2 separate regions of the Mus musculus genome follow, and region 1 is linked to region 2. The links are chromatin contacts, called in public Hi-C maps. All regions are on one chromosome and are shown on one strand. Each heading gives the region's core, a stretch centred on a gene start, on an enhancer-like site or on the middle of the called end of the contact. The rest is flanking DNA. Distances are from core to core; before and after follow the strand shown.

Region 1 (2,700 bases), core at 178-2,677, 97 kb before region 2:
TGAATGCATCTGTCTCAGCTTGCCTGCATTTAAAATCCCTCATTAGAAAGCTTTCCTTCCAGTCAGCTGCCCCAGACAGCACTCGGGGCTTCAGCCCTACCTGCCTGTCTTGCCTCCCCACAGCTCAGCTCAGACAGATGAAATGGTGGATGAAACCTTTCAGTCCACGGGGCAGGGACCTTGTCTTTGTGTCTCATAAAATGTCATGTACACCTGCGGCGCTTTGTAAATAATAAATGGTCATAATAAAGAAGCTGCCTCTTTGGGGTCAGAGCTACATGTTTGCAGAAAAACAGACCCCACTTCATTCCAACCAGGCCTGTCTTGGTCTGACACAGCTGTCACCAAACCCTGCAGATGAAGTCTCTGCACAGAGACTTCTAAAGATCCATGGGAACTGAAAACTTCGAGTTCCAAACAGAACAAAAGGCACAATGCCAGGATTTCTTGGCCCAAGGAAGTCAGGGAATAGCCTGCTGACATACTATGTACTTGAAAAATCAATGCACCGTGGAAAAGCAAGATGTCATTATTATTGCTTGAGACTGTATTGCTCTGTTTAATCTGGTCTTCCAAATAACAGTGTGGGCATTTTTATCCAAGCACATAATAATAACTTACTATTGCCTGAGAGATGGGGCGGTAATAACAGGTATTATTACTCTGGCGATGACTTGCCAATTAGAAGAGAGTCCTTGTTCCAAATGGGTGAACAAGTTGACACAGATAAAAGGGGTTTTATTAGTGAAACTAAGGAGAGGCAAGGACACAATTATCACATTGTCACTCGCTCTGATGACCCTGTGGCACAGAGGCTGGGAACAGGTAGCGTGAAACTGTGGGACATCCTGCTGATCTTGGACCACAGTTCAACTCTGAAATGATGATGCTAAACTCTCTTTCATCATTCCCTCCTGTAAGGTACTATCAGGGTGAGAGACCCTCTGTGGTGTTGGCCTAAGCCTGCAGGTATTTCCAGAAACAAAAGCGGCAACCTTGCATCTCAGCCTTGCCAGCCAGAGGGTTCTCCCATTGGTTCTCCTGACCAACACCATGAAAATGACTCCTGGTGTCAGGTTTTACAGTGAGAACCTTTGAGCTCGGGGTCTGAGGCCCAGGGGTGCATCCAGGATTCAGACTATAAGACTAGTGTTATGGCACCTGATTAACCACAGCCACCTTCAACCTGTACTGCCATTCGCAAACGACCCGGTGGTTCACATCACTTGCTCAGTTGGAGAGACTCAAGATTGACACCTCTGGTCAAGAGGGGATACTTCTCTGCCATCTAAACTAACAGAAAGGACAGGTGGCACAGATAATGCCATGCACAGACACCTGGGAGTCATTTAGCCTCAGCCTGGGCCACCTTACTGGGGCAGTTTGCTACAGATCCGCTTTCTAAATGATGTTTTTCCAAATGAGGGAGTAAAAATAGCCCTTGCTCTCTGAGAATACCCTGGCTAGGCGGAAGAGGGGAAAGCATCTGAAGGAGGGCTGGGGATGGGGAAGCAGTGTGTCGCAAAAAATGTTAGCAGAGATAATGCGCTGATGGTCAGGGGTGATTAGATTTGCTTTCTAATTGGAACCGTGTGGTGAGGTTTCCTTGTCCTTCCGACTTCCAAGATTCCACATTTTAAATCTCTTTATCTTTAAATGAGGAATGTGGAGGAGAATGAGATGGGTGGATGCTTCCAGGTTCTTAATGTCTAACCCTGACCATCTGCCCTCTCATCCAGATTGCAAGTTCCTTGTGCCATATTAACGAGCAAGCAGGGAGATGCTCTCAGCCCAAAGCCTGCTCTGGACTCCAGTTTCTGCCTCTTAAATGACTCGCTAATTTTTAATTAATCCTCTGATCCATCCCAGATCCCTGGTCCAAGAGCTCTCACCCTCTCCTTTCCTCTTCACAGCCAGCAACAGAAACAGATGCCAACTGCGACTTCAGTGACTACTGGCCCAGGAAGTGTGGTCAGGGCAACCAACACGTGGGTCTTTGACCTGTGCATAAGTCACATAAACATGTTTTAAAAGCTCAAACGTGAAAGCTGGGATTTAGGGGGGGGGGGGTGTTGCTTTAGGTATGACGATGATAGTGGTGGCAGGGAATGACGCCATGCGACATGATTTGACCTGCTGCGTAGGTCAGTTGTGTCTTGTGTGTGAGCATATGTGGATGCACAGTTTGCATGCATAGATGGCATGCATGTGGGGACAAATGGTAGTAGTGTACAGGTGTGTAATAGGATATGTAATATAGTAAAGACATGTGTTTATGTTGTACACATAGTTGTATGTGCTATGTTCAACAGGGTTGGGGTGTGTGTTTAAACATGTGTCTGAGGGGTAGTACAAATGTGTGTGGCAAGAGAATGGGGATGGGTGGGGATGGTAGGTGTGCATGGTAAGTGTGCATGGTAAGTGTGCAAAGAAAGTGTCCATGGTAAGTGTGCACACATGTATAATGGGGCATACTAGGAATGAAGGCACTTCTAACACAATATGCTGGCTGAAAGGGAGTTTTTCTTTTTCCTATAAATTGGCAAGAGCATTTTCCCTTCTGGCTACAGCTTCTGTTCAGGGGGTCCCCAATGTCCTGAATAATAATAAAAAAATGGACACGCTTGTTCTCAACAAGCAAAATGAATTTTAAAAAATGTTTTGGGGAGAAATGTTGCTTTAAATGCGCTGGCCGTGCAA
Region 2 (2,700 bases), core at 39-2,538:
TCTTGATTGTGTGAAAGCCACGCAAGGGCTTTTCAGCGAGATCTGTAAGCTCGGATGTGAGTGGGCATCTCTCCAGGGAGCGGTCTGCGTCCTGGAAATGGGGTGTTGCCTTAAATAGCGGGCAGACTTTCCTTTGGGTCAGCTAAGATCTGAGTGCTTGGAGCGGTTTCCAGTCCTACTGGATTCACAGTGTCCCCTGAAGCCCAGGGTAGAAATGTCAATCTTACTTCATTTCTGTTTCCCTAGACACCCTACTTTACACATGCACGCTAGCGGGGACACACACAGAGACACACAGTGCTGGCTCCTTCTCCCATCAATACAATGTATTCATAATTTCCCTCGTGCCTGCAAGCATTTGCATATCCTGCTGGCCCTGTCTGGAGTCTGCTTTCATCCACTGTTAACTGCAGGGGTTGGAGGGCTCACCACCATTCATCCTGAGTCCCAGCTTCCCCTGTTCAGAGAATCCTCCTTGACCTGACCTCAACTTCCACTGCCTCCATTCTCCTCGCTGATTCAGCTCCCACATTCTGTCTTCACAGCACCCAGCTTTGAGCACATTGTTTGCTTTTCCATCTTTTTCATTAAGAATCGAACTGCATGAGCCAACATATTTTTATCTTCTCTCTCTCTCTCTCTCTCTCTCTCTCTCTCTCTCTCTCACTCTCCCCCCAAAAACAATGGGAGCCATATGTTATCCCTTACTGTAGCTATTCAGAACCCCTGAGACTTCCCTACATGCAATATCTCCACACCCCCTTACTCTGCTGCCCTGAACTGAATACAGTACCTGGTACATAGGATGTAGTCAATTAAAGAGTCTGGAGTGTCAGTAAAGGATACATTGTTTCCTAAACAGTTCAAACCCTGCCTGGTTGTGTTTCTTTGCCATACCCTCAAACATATCCTGAGTGAGACATGACTTTAATGGCAGCTTGTTAACTCCTGAAGTCATCTGTGGTATGTTGAAGAGACAGGAAGGGCTAGATGGATTACAGACAAACCTCTCCAGCCCTCTGCTGGCAGCTGAGAAAGCAAGAATGCATGCAGGAACATGAGCAGGTCAAATCAGACAAGACAGATTCCTGCATGATTCTATGCCTTGATGCAGCTGGACAAAACAGCAGGTTTCCATCTTTGCTGCCCTGGATCTGTATTTATTGCCTGCTTCCCAGTCATGTTTCTCTATTGTCAAAAAAAGAGATTTGCCGGAGGCTGGCTCCCTTCCCATTAAGGTCACCAGAGAGCCACTGAATGCTGGGAAACAGTGGGCTCAGCACAATGTCAGGGAAGAGTTACTGAAAAGGAGCTCTGCGCTAGCGGGTCTGGCAGAGATCACACACAGAGAGGTCAGGGAGAAGTCACCACACAAAGGCAGGCAGACCAGACCCAGGAGACCTCCTCCTCCAGAGTTCTAGCAACTGACAAAGTCCTGTGACAGACCTCCCTAACTACAGCAGGACTCCCAGCCATTTTGATGACTCCCAGAAAATCACTTGAAAAAAATCCAACAAGAAATTCTTTCTATGATTAGGAAGAGATGGGGCGATCTGCAACCTGGAGGGCAACTTAAAGCCTCCAGAGCTGATCGCTCTCTCTCCAGAGCACAGCAGCCGCCTTAGAGACTCCATTTTCAAGAGGACTCTTGGGTCCTTCCTCTGGAAACATCCTTCTGTTTGTCAAAGGGCTCTTGTGTTACAGACACGCGGCTTCTCTGGTTAGGTCAGGAAGAAGGGAGACATCCAGGCAAGGAACTTAAACGTAAAGGGTCAGAAGAAACCTTTCTCACTTTGCTAAGGTGCCCAGAAGCCAGGCTCATGATTCCATTGTTCTGTCCTTCCTGTCTTGAACACAGTTAGGGCTCCCAGGTGCTAGAGAAGGTAGGGCCAATTCAGTCTTTTACATTTTGAGAACAGCAGGACAATAGAACTCAGTAAGTCCTCCTACCACACTCCAGAGAAGAGATGATGGACCAGTCATTGACTACTAATAACTGATGGCTTTCCTTTTCCAGGGACTGAATAGGGAGTCTGTGCAAGTCACTGCTTGGGTCTCCTCTTCTTCCTCACATCATAAAGTGGCACTCAGTAGTTCCCCAGGTCACTTCCAACCCACTGACTTCTGAGTGTTGGCTCTCTACAGAGACAATTTTTTTCCAACAATTTCCTTCCAATTTTTAATAAAAATCAATGACTTCATTGGTCTTAGAAATGCTACATGTAAGATATGTAAGCAAGCCAGGTGTGGTAGCGCACGCCTTTAGTCCCAGCACTTGGAAGGCAGAGGCAAGCCTGGTCTACAGAGTGAGTTCCAGGACAGCCAGGGCTATGCAGAAAAACCCTGTCTCAAAAAATCAACAAAACAAAACAAAACAAAACAAAACAAAACAAAACAAGATATGTAAGCAAAATCGAAAAGTATTAAAAGTAACTTTTAAAAATTTCATCCTGAGTCAGAGACATAACTAAATAGTAAAGGCACCCCCACCAAGCCAGATAACCCGGAGTCCCATCTCCATGACCCACAGTGATGGAAGGAGATAATGGCCTCTAAATACTGCCCTCTGACCTACACACACACACACACACACACACACACACACACACACACACACACACACACTTTGGTACCCATTTAAAAAAAAACAAATAGGTAAGTATTTTCAAAACTGTAATGTAAAAAATTAAATTAAAATTC

Evidence for each region. Hi-C and Micro-C count contacts between places; a contact is called where the count stands out from the background.
Region 1: a Hi-C map of the N1E-115 cell line shows a contact between it and region 2, with 2.3 times the contacts expected there. The contact joins two enhancer-like sites. A contact is called at or near these places in 1 of 39 promoter capture datasets (3T3-L1-derived adipocytes), 4 of 484 Hi-C or Micro-C datasets (the N1E-115 cell line, cerebellar granule neurons, nephron progenitors and 1 more) and 1 of 9 other capture datasets (embryonic stem cells).

Annotation. Positions count from the first base shown.
Region 1 is chr3:103,515,313-103,518,012 of GRCm38.p6, reverse strand. All of the region lies in intron 1 of Gm34049 (a long non-coding RNA gene), which reads right to left. Among named protein-coding and RNA genes, the nearest start is that of Gm34049, 15 kb to the right of the region's middle. Within about 2 kb of position 1,427, at least 4 of the 459 cell types and tissues checked have an H3K27ac peak or open chromatin away from gene starts, as enhancers often do. A contact at or near this core is called in the N1E-115 cell line, where this site is marked.
Region 2 is chr3:103,418,494-103,421,193 of GRCm38.p6, reverse strand. No RefSeq gene overlaps it. Among named protein-coding and RNA genes, the nearest start is that of Gm25869, 7.6 kb to the left of the region's middle. Within about 2 kb of position 1,288, at least 78 of the 459 cell types and tissues checked have an H3K27ac peak or open chromatin away from gene starts, as enhancers often do. A contact at or near this core is called in the N1E-115 cell line, where this site is marked.